2 separate regions of the Oryctolagus cuniculus genome follow, and region 1 is linked to region 2. The links are chromatin contacts, called in public Hi-C maps. All regions are on one chromosome and are shown on one strand. The core of a region is the stretch at or near the end of the contact, and the rest is flanking DNA. Distances in the headings are between cores, read along the strand shown.

The links. A called contact is a pair of places that touch in the nucleus more often than the background predicts.
Region 1: a contact with region 2 is called in a Hi-C map of psoas muscle, with 2.4 times the contacts expected there. The contact joins the promoter of ADAMTS5 here to the enhancer-like site in region 2. A contact is called at or near these places in 2 of 6 Hi-C or Micro-C datasets (psoas muscle and an unstated tissue).

The regions. Positions count from the first base shown.
Region 1 is chr4:18,837,761-18,843,057 of mOryCun1.1, reverse strand. ADAMTS5 (ADAM metallopeptidase with thrombospondin type 1 motif 5) reads right to left here and starts at 1,586. Exons shown (of 8, transcript XM_002716775.5): 1 at 1-1,586.
Region 2 is chr4:18,357,564-18,362,655 of mOryCun1.1, reverse strand. No RefSeq gene overlaps it. Among named protein-coding and RNA genes, the nearest start is that of ADAMTS5, 480 kb to the left of the region's middle. Within about 2 kb of position 1,690, at least 3 of the 8 cell types and tissues checked have an H3K27ac peak or open chromatin away from gene starts, as enhancers often do.

The sequences.
Region 1 (5,297 bases), core at 337-2,836, 480 kb before region 2:
CCCGCCGGCTGCAGAGGTTCCGAGCTCCGGGGCCCACTTGCTTTCTTATTTTGTGGGTTTCCTCGGCTCTGCTGGAACCAGGAGGAAGGGGAGAAAGAGAGGAGGAAAAGCCATAAAAATTAAGACAAAATCGCAGGGGGCGGCCTGCGGCGAGCCGGTGCGGGTGGCGCGTCGGGGTCCCCTGGTCTGCGGTGCCTTCCTGCCCGCGGTCATCCCCAGTCGGCTGCTGCGAGCGCTGTGAAGATGCGAGGAGGTGGAACAATGAATTTATAGCGGCATGCCATCCTGCAATGGCAATTTCAACAATTCGTCACTGCACGCTGCCTCTTAAAGGGAGAGCTTCCCCCACCGCTCCCACCCTTCCCGCTCCGCGCCTAATCGGATGGGGGAGGGCAGGGGCGGAGGGGGAGGCTGATCGAGGAAAGGGAGACCAGGAAGGAGGAAGGGACCGGGACCCGGCTAGCGAGAGGGAGGGAGCGAGAGCGAGGGGAAAAAGTATTGGGGCAAGAAAAACAGAAGATTTCCTTGGCCTCATTTAAAGCCACAGCAGCTCCGGGTCTGTCTGATATTTCACAACCAATCGGAGTTGGCTAACCCCGCTTACCTCATCTCCTGAAGGAGTGTTTTGGTGTGTTTTTAAAGTTATTGGGACATTTCAAGTCTCTCCCTGCCTGCTTTTCTGGCCCTCGGTGGGAAGTTCCCGCTGTAAGTGTTTCCCCTTGGCGCGCCCGTGCGCCCCGGCCCCTGCAGACCCAGCACCGCTCGCCCACCGGCAAAAGGCGCCCAGCGTCCCCACCGCGTCCCCTCGCCCCCGCGCTCCTTTCGCTTCTCCCGGCCGTCCCGGTACCCAGGTCCCTCCCGCGCCCTTCCGCGGCCGGTCTGCGCTCCGACGGCCGCCGGCTTCGGGCTCCGGGTGACTAACTTCTGCCGGCCACCAGCTGAGCGGCAGGACAGCTGGACAGACATGGGCACTTCCTGGCTCGCCGCTGTGGTGTCGCGGGCAGGGCCGCTGGCGGCCTGGGAACTCCCGGCTTTGTGTGAGACTGGCGAACGCCCCTCTCTCCTGGGTGCTTAGCACCGGTGCCCACCGTCTGTCCTTAATCCCAGAGCAACTTCCTTTGCTTTAGAAGGCAGGATAGGAAGGAGTTAATTCTTGAAGGAGATTCAGCTGAGCTTTTTTTAAGATTAATTTGTGCTCACACTTTCTATTTTTTCATTCTTAAATGCTAATTAAATGATACGTCCCCATATTTGCTTTTACCACACCTCTCCTAAAGACTCCACTCAATGCCATAGGCCTGGCCTTACTGTCATCCTCAGAAATTCCTTTCTGGGGAAAGACTGACTTTCAGTGGAGGAGTATCCCTGCTTATTAGGGAGCAGCTGCCATCGTCACTTTTGTTACTGCAACTCATTGTAGACTTCCTTTTGGGTCCTCTATCAATTCTAAGAGGAAAGTCGGAAACGTCAACCAATGGCTTTCTAATCCCTACCTAGTAATTGCTACAGGATCCATTGCTGTAGGGCCCAGAGCCCTCATGCTGCCAATCATTCTTCAGGCTAATTCACCAAGGCCTCCAGGGAACAATGACCCCAGCATAAAGTTTCTATTACTTTTAACTTAAGTGGTGGTGTAGAGGCTAGTTGGAGCCCCCAGTGGTCACCAAGCCAATTACTGTGTCTGGGAGTCCACCTGAGCATCCAGGACTGGTGTGCAGTCTGCAGGGCAGGTGGAGGGAGAAGATTCCAGAACTCCCCACCCATGCTTGCTCTGTGCCTAGAATCCACTCTGGAATCATCTAATGAGAGGCGGAATGAAACTGACCTGAGGTTGCATTCTCATTTATAAATTAAGTGATCACGGGACACCCAGGAACATCCAACCAGCCCCTGATAGGTTTTGATATCCATAAGTCATGAAGGAAGTTGCTGTTGCTGTAGACCGCGGCTTCTAAATTCCATAGCCTCCTGGTCTCTCAGTGGCTGGTTGCCTGAGGGCAGTGTCACCAGCTGGCTGGGTCAGGGCTGGAAGGAAGATAATCTGTGTTTCAGCAGTGTGGTCCGTTCTGCCAGAAGCCCTCTAGCCTACGCTGACCATATGCTCTCTCTAGTGGTCATTCCATTGCGCCTACAGATAGCGAACTTTATTTAATTTTTTTTTACCAGTTCCAGTGAAAAAGAATCCAATATTTGATACAAATCAATATCTATAAAACAGCCTTGGTCCAGTAAATTTAATGGTTTCATAACTGTTAATATAAAAGGGTCATTTGATAGACAAACATTTTAGGTGACTGCTATTAAATTAATAAATTATAATTCTTTTTATTGATTATATATCTAAAATTTGAGAAAACTCCAACTGAATTTTCTTCTTAATGAAGTTTTTTTCCTCTTCCCCAAACACTGCACATCTCACATGAATCTGATTTTTATACCTTTAAAGTTAAATTGCAGAATGACATTTCCACTCAGATATTCAAATATTTATAAATATATTGAAGAAGGCCGGCGCCGCGGCTCACTAAGCTAATCCTCTGCCTTGCGGGCCAGCACACCGGGTTGGGTTCTAGTCCCGGTTGGGGCACCGGATTCTGTCCCTGTTGCCCCTCTTCCAGGCCAGCTCTCTGCTGTGGCCAGGGAGTGCAGTGGAGGATGGCCCAAGTACTTGGACCCTGTACCCATGGGAGACCAGGATAAGTGCCTGGCTCCTGCCATCGGATCAGCGCCGGCCGCGGCAACCATTGGAGGGTGAACCAACAGCAAAGGAAGACCTTTCTCTCTGTCTCTCTTTCTCACTGTGCACTCTGCCTGTCAAAATAAATAAATAAATAAATAAATAAATAAATAAATTGAAGAACAGAATAGAAACAAAGTTCCCAAAGTGTGTATCACATTAGAACATATATTTATGAGAAAAGGAATTAATTAGAGCTTATAAATATAATGAATGCATTCTTATATATTCAGAAAATTTCTTCTTGAGTATAAATTTTTCTGGGAAGTAATATGGACTCTTTAGGAAGCTAACCTGGTGATATTTTAGAGGATTAGGATGAGATTCTATGTTCAGGAAAAAAAAAATAATGCCTGTATGTCAAAGACAGTCATTTAAATCAAGTTAAAGTGGCCAACATTTTTATTTTATTTTTAACATAGAAAAAATATAGACTCACAATCACGTCTAGGTGGAGTAATTGCTTACTACTCCATTACTCCATCATCATATGTGACAGTTTTATTTGTCTATATTTAATAAGAAATTCCCATTACATTTATAGAATATATGCTTATGAATACAACTGATATATAATTTTACATTTCCTTAAAGGAAGAAAGGCTTTCCACTCCAGAATGTTAGAAGTTAGAAGTTATCTTAGACATCACCTAAGGCGACTTCCTACATCTGCTAAGAGACACTGAGACCTACAGGATGCAGGTGACTGCCTGTGGATAAAAACATCTGCTATTGGTCCACTCTCTTGAAACCTAAATCACCCAATCCCTAACGAAATGCTCACTCTACAACACTTTTTAAAAAAATTTATTTGACAGATAGAGTTAGACAGTGAGAGAGAGACAGAGAGAAAGGTCTTCCTTCCATTGGTTCACTCCCCACATGGCTGCTACGGCTGCACCTACGGCGATCTGAAGCTAAGGAGCCAGGTGCCTCTTCTGGTCTCCCATGCAGGTGCAGGGCCCAAGCACTTGGGCCATCCTCCACTGCCCTCCCGGGCCACAGCAGAGAGCTGGACTGGAACAGGAGCAACTGGACAGAACCCGGTGCCCATATGGGATGCCAGCGCTGCAGGCGGAGGGTTAACCAAGTGAGCCACGGCGCCGGCCCCTCTACAACACTTCTTAAAAATCAAACCAGTTTAGTAACTATTCTTCAAGGGCCTACTACAAAGTGCTTTCTGAGACATTCTGAGGTTTTGTGGTGATGATTAGGCCATGGTTGATGTTCACAAGGAACTCATACTTCAGAAATGGAGCTAATTTTGCTATTAGATATGTAGAATAGAAGTTGGCAAATACAAATATAGAGGCCGACAATCAGAGGAACAGTTCCTGCAGGTGCTCTGAGCCCTGTATTTCCAGTACAGCTTCACCCCATAGGATTTCTGTGTCCTTGTAAGTGGGATTTCCATTTGCTAAGGTGTTATCCCCCCCCCCCACTATGATTTTAATAGTAAGAGTGAGGAAATACTGACAGTAAAATTTTTCCCTCCAGTCAAACACCTGTTCCTTACCACCCATGTTGAAGAGTCAGACTCTCAATGTGCTTTCCTTTCCCACATCAAGATTCCTGCCCTAGCCCTTGCTGCATTTTGAGCCCCCTTAGGATCATCTAGCTTAGTACCATGATGCATGGATGTTGGGAGTGGGAATTCTTCTTCCCCTACTTGGGCCAATTGTAATGCCGGAAGGGCTGTAGATGAAGATTGGATTTCTGGTGCAACAGCCGGGACAACACTTGGAAAATACGCGTGCCATGTAAGTCCTGGCTCTGCTTTTGGTTCCAGAATCCTGCTAATGCACACCCTAGAAAACAGCAGGTGATGAGAGACCAAGATTAAATTCCTGACTTCTGGTTTTGACCTGGCCCCCACTCTTGGCTGTTGTGGCCATATAAGACATGAACAAGCAGATAGGGGATCTCTCTCCGGATCTCTCTTGCTCCCTCCCTCTTTCAAATAAAATTTTAAGAAACAATTTTTTAAGATTTGTATTTATTTATTTGAAAGTCAGAGTTACACAGAGAGAGAAGGAGAGGCAGAGAAAGAGAGAGAGAGAGAGAGAGAGAGAGAGAGAGATCCTCCATTTGCTGGTTCACACCACAATTGGCCGCAAAGGCTGGAGCTGCTCTGATCTGAAGCCAGGAGCCGAGAGCCAGGAGCTTCTTCTGGGACTCCCACGTGGGTTCAGGGGCCCAAGGACTTGGGCCAGCTTCTGCTGCTTTCCCAGGCCATAGCAGAGAGCTGGATCGGAAGTTGAACAGCTGGGACTGGAACCGGCACCCATTTGGGCGCTGGCCCTGAAATTTAAAACAATTTTAAAAAGACACCAGGTGACTTTTTCCTCCAGTGCTTCTTAACATTGCTAGTTCTGGTTCTAAGAAGACTTCTGCTGGGGCCAGCGCTGTGGTGTAGCTGGTAAAGCAGCTGCCTGCAGTGCCTACATCCCATATGAGTGCTGGTTCATGCTCCAGTTGTTCCACCTCCAATCCAGCTCTCTGCTACATCCTGGGAAAGCAGCAGAAGATATCTGAAGTCCTTGGGCCCTTGCACCCATGT
Region 2 (5,092 bases), core at 441-2,940:
TGATCCTTTTTTCTGCAGCAACTTGCTGACATTGTTGATGCCAACACTCAGGGTCAACTTTCAGCTTTTCTGGAAATGGCTAGAGAGTGTTCTCTGAGTGCCGAACGGGCACAGTGAATCAGCTTGGCCTCAAAATGCACTCTGCCTTACCCAACGGAGCAGTGCTGAGTGTTCACATCTGCACGTCTCCATCCGCACAGAGTCAGTCCATCTCAGAAGCAGTCTGGAATTTAGACCCTTGAGCCATTCTGCGGCACTGGGGGTGGCAGGAGTGATTATATCCTCTAATCTTTCCCTAAGTGAGAATAAAGTGTTTATGCTCTGTACCTTTTAATAATATTTAAGTCTGAAATGATTTGGCTTCTTCTATTTATTTCTCTTAAATATGTTGAGTGGATGCTGCTAAACCCCCCTCCCAATAAGTTGGATCTGGCAAGTATTTATTAATCATTTTCATATTGCAATTTCATGTTTGCACAGCCAAATAACACACATAAAATTCTTTTAACCTCTTCTTATAAAATCAGTGCTTCTTTGCCTTAATCGATCTTCACAGTGCTTTCTGAGTTTAACCAGCTTCCTTTGGCAGAGTCGTGGTGAGAAAGCTGGATCCAGAGACTGTCAGTAGCAGAGTCTTTGCCATGCCATTCCCCTTGGCAATTTCAGGCCTCATCCAGGCTAGAAAATAGCCCAGTGCGTGCTGTCTTTTCCCTGCTTTCTGCCAGTCAACAAATTCCAGCTGTGGTCAACTATGAGCTTTTAGCTGCAGGGACAGCGTGGCACATGCTTTAGGTTTGATTCAGGGCTCATATAATGTTGAGACTGAATTTTCAAGTGACACCCAACAATACCTCAGTTCCCAACCAGATTGTCTCAGAATTATCCAATCACCCTAACATCAATGAGGTGGCTGGGAAAATTCTTTATCAGAGTCTCAGAATAAAAGCAATGCCGAGATGTTTACTTTTCCATTGCACATTTCCAGAACTTTGATTACCATGATGAAGTGTTCTTACCCTGTGCTATATTCCCAGATTTTCCTAGATTAGTGGGAGGTGATTACTCTGGGGGAGGGAAGCCAGAAAGTACAGAGATAGTCACATTTCATGACTCTGTGCTTCATGTTTTCAAATAGGAATGGTGCTGTATGTCATGGTTTTTACATTCACTGTCAAATCATTTATTTGAATATATTTTCTTCCTCTTAAAAAAGTCTTTTAAAACTAAGAAAAGAGAAGTTGCATAAATTTCTTCCTTATTGAATACCAACTCTTAACGTTTAGTCAAAGGTTCATGAGTGATGAGAGAGAGTACACAAAAAGTTAAATGATATTTTTAAGACACTTGTTCATTTTAAGATTTAGTTTTGGGTTTTAAATGTGCCTAACTGGTCTCCTGTCAGGACTCCAAGGTCGGACTCCTGCTTTAATTCTACTTTACCATATCTTAGGCTGAGATCCTAAGAGGGGTGTGTGTGTGTGTGTGTGTATTCAACTATCTGTCCTTATATGTCTTCTTGTCATGCTGTAACTCATTACCACAGAATTAGTGGTTTGAGTGCCACAGGTTCTAAATAAAACACAGGTCTGTCTGGACTAAAATCTAGGTGTCAGGACAGTGAGTTTGCTTACCTGAGACAGTGGGAAAGAATCAGTCTGTTGGCTGTATTCAGTTCCTGTTGACTATAGGTCTGTAGTTCCCATCTCTTTATTTTGTGAGCTGGGACTGGACAGGTCTCATAGAGTCCTTTTGTCAGTCTTTACTGTTGATGCCCTGTAGTTAGGAGCAATCAGGGGCACACTGAAGTCATGTTTGCAAGCCTTGTGACTTTCTCTTATGCTTTCTTCCTTACCAATCTCTGATGCCAACCAGGGAAAGTTTTCTTTGAAGGGCTCATATGATTGAGCTTCTCTGGATATCCAGGTTATTTTCCCCATTTTAATGTCTGGAAACGTGTCTGTGTGTGTGTCCCTCTGTCTCTCTGAATCTCTCTTTCTGAAACAGGATATCATGAGCCAGAAAGAAGAGAAGATACTGAACCAAAAATCTCACTTCAAAATTCCTTCCCCTACAGGTATCCATTAATGTGGCCTGGTAATTTAATCATGGGAACTTTCTTCATCTTTTCAAAATGTTATTTTACCTGTCATGTTCTTATTTATTCAGGTGATTGGGAAATTGTTGAGGCAGTCATGTGCATGTACCTAGGGGTGTGCCTGGTATACAAAACTGGGTGGTGCATTTTTAGTACAATTTTGTTTCAGAAGAACCCTTGCACATCCTGTCTCTTATCAAAACCTGCTACATTACAGTTACCCAGGGTCACAAAAACCAAGCCAGGGCTGTCATTCAGGGAGTGGAGGGGGTGAAGCCAGATAAGAACACAGGGGAGGCACCAGTAAGGGAAGGAAACTGGACACTATGCTCTGCAAGCCCAGCATGTGGGAAACAGCTGGGCGCATTCTTTAACCTTTGTCATCCCTGGCACTGAAAAAGCACATCCAGTTTGCACAGAAAGGATTTCCAAATGGAACTTCAATAAAGTCAGGGTGAAAAACATTAGGAAAGTGTTTTGATTTGATGCATGGCACTTATTATCCGTATCATTTTGTCTACTGAAAGCCATCTGATTCTTATGTCTAACTAAGAAACCTTTAGAAATGTTATGTGCCCTCCAGCAAAAAATAAGGAACAAACAAAATACTACAGTCTGAAAAGTAGGAGGGAGAGATTGCATAATAATAGATTTCTTGCATTTTTTTCTAGTATTTCTTTTAAATGGTGAAAGAGAAGACTACTTGAAAAATATAATGCAACCCTTAAAAATCCGACAGACTATGTGGTAATCATCTGAAAGCCAGTTGCATGCCTTCTTAGATGATGACTCTGAAAATGTGCCCATTGTGATATAATCTACTCTCTGGCTAGATTGTGGGATTTAGGCCATTATAAATACACTAATACATATTTAGCTCCAGTGGGGCCCCCTTTGTACAACTATGGCTCCTGAGTTCATCTCATCTTCTCTCAGTGGCTGTCAGAGATGAATATTGATTTAATCAAGAGAATTCATCTTGTCTTTGAAATTGAGCTTGCCTTGACAATAGTCAATGGAAGATATCCAAAGATTAGTACTGTACTGTAACAAGGTTTGTTTTCCAAAATCATCATATTTCCTTGTTTTCCAGAGCAAGATTTCAATTTTCTTCAATAAAACTTCTTCAGAGATACTAAATAGCTCACTCTAAAGCCTAATAATGAAGGTACTATATTAGGATTTAGGAAATTAAAATTACAAAATTAAAAATATAATTAAGAAATTAACAAAGTAAACATGGTTTTCTTATTTCATAAGCAACATGGATGTTACTTGAGCCATCCCATGCTGCCTTCCAGCATGCACATTTGTAGGAAACTGGAATTAGAAGCAAAGTAGAGTGCTATTTAGGACATCTGCCATTCTATGAGTCTGCTGAGTATCTCACTTCCCATGTTGGATCACTCTCCCCTTTATTTATTCTATCGGTTAGTGTTAGCAGGTACTAGACTTGTTTATGTGCTCCCTTTGACTCTTAGTCCTTTCATTAGGATCAATTGTGAACTGAAATTGATCACTTGGAATAGTGAGATGGCATTGGTACATGCCACCTTGATGGGATTGAATTGGAATCCCCTGGTATGTTTCTAACTCTACCATTTGAGTTTCAACAAATATTATAAAAAAACCCTGTTCCTTAACAGTGGAGACAAAGTCATCACATCTCAAAGTATCAGTTTTGATTTCAGACTTCCTTTTAGGTACTCTGTTAGTTACCACAGATTAGGGAGGACATATGGTATTTGTCCTTTTGGGATTGACTTATTAAACTAAGTATAATGTTTGTTTTCTGGCTGCATCAATTTTGTTGCATTTTTTTTACTGTTGTTTAGTATTCCATGGTGTTCATATCCCCCAATTTTTTATCCAGTCTACAGTTAATAGACATTTGAATTAATGCCATATTTTAGCTATTGCAAATTGAGCTGCAATAAATATGGGGTTACAGATAACATTTTCATATGATGATTTCATTTCCCTTGGGTAAATTCCTAAGAGTGTGATGGCTGGGTCATATGACAGGTCTATATTCAGATTTCTGAAGTATCTTAATACTGTCTTTCACAAAGGCTGTACCAGATTACATTCAATCAACAGTGGATTAGGTAACCTTTTCCCCCACATCCTAGCCAGCATTTACTGTTTGTTGATTTCTGTATGAAAGCCATTCTAACAGGTTGAGGTAAAATCTCACTGTGGTTTTGACTTAAATTTCCCTGAAGGCTAGTGATCCTGAGCATTTTTTCAAATGTATGTTGGCTGTTTGAATTTCCTCTTTTGAAAATACCTGTTCAAGTCTTTTGCCCATTTCTTAACTAGGCTGTTTGTTTTGTTGTTGCTGAGTTCTTTGAACTTTTTATACATTATGGATATTAACCCTTTATCAGTTGTATAATTTGAAAATAATTTCTCCCATTCTTTCAGTTGCCTCATTACTTTGCTGAGTGTTTCTTTTGTAGTGCAGAAGTTCCTAAATTTGATGTAATCCCATATGTCAATTTTGACATTGATTATCTGTGTCTCTTTTGCAAGAACTCTGTGCCTATGCCAATGTCTTGCAGGGTTTCCCCAATGTTTTCTGATAATTTGTTGCTACTGATTAATACATTTATGTCTTTTATCCATTTTAGAGGATTTTTTTTGTAAGTTGTAAGGTAGGGATATTGTTCTTTTTTTTTTCAAGATGGAATTTTTTTTTAAACTTTTATTTAATGAATATAAATTTCCAAAGTACAGCTTATGGATTACAATGGCTTCCCCCCCCATAACATCCCTCCCACCCGCAACCCTCCCCTTTCCCACTCCCTCTCCCCTTCCATTCACATCAAGATTCATTTTCGATTCTCTTTATGTACAGAAGATCAGTTTAGCATACATTAAGTAAAGATTTCAACAGTTTGCTCCCACACAGAAACATAAAGTGAAAAATAATAGATGATTTTTTTTAAATGATGATGAAATCAGATCAGACCTATTGTCATGTTTAATCCCAGT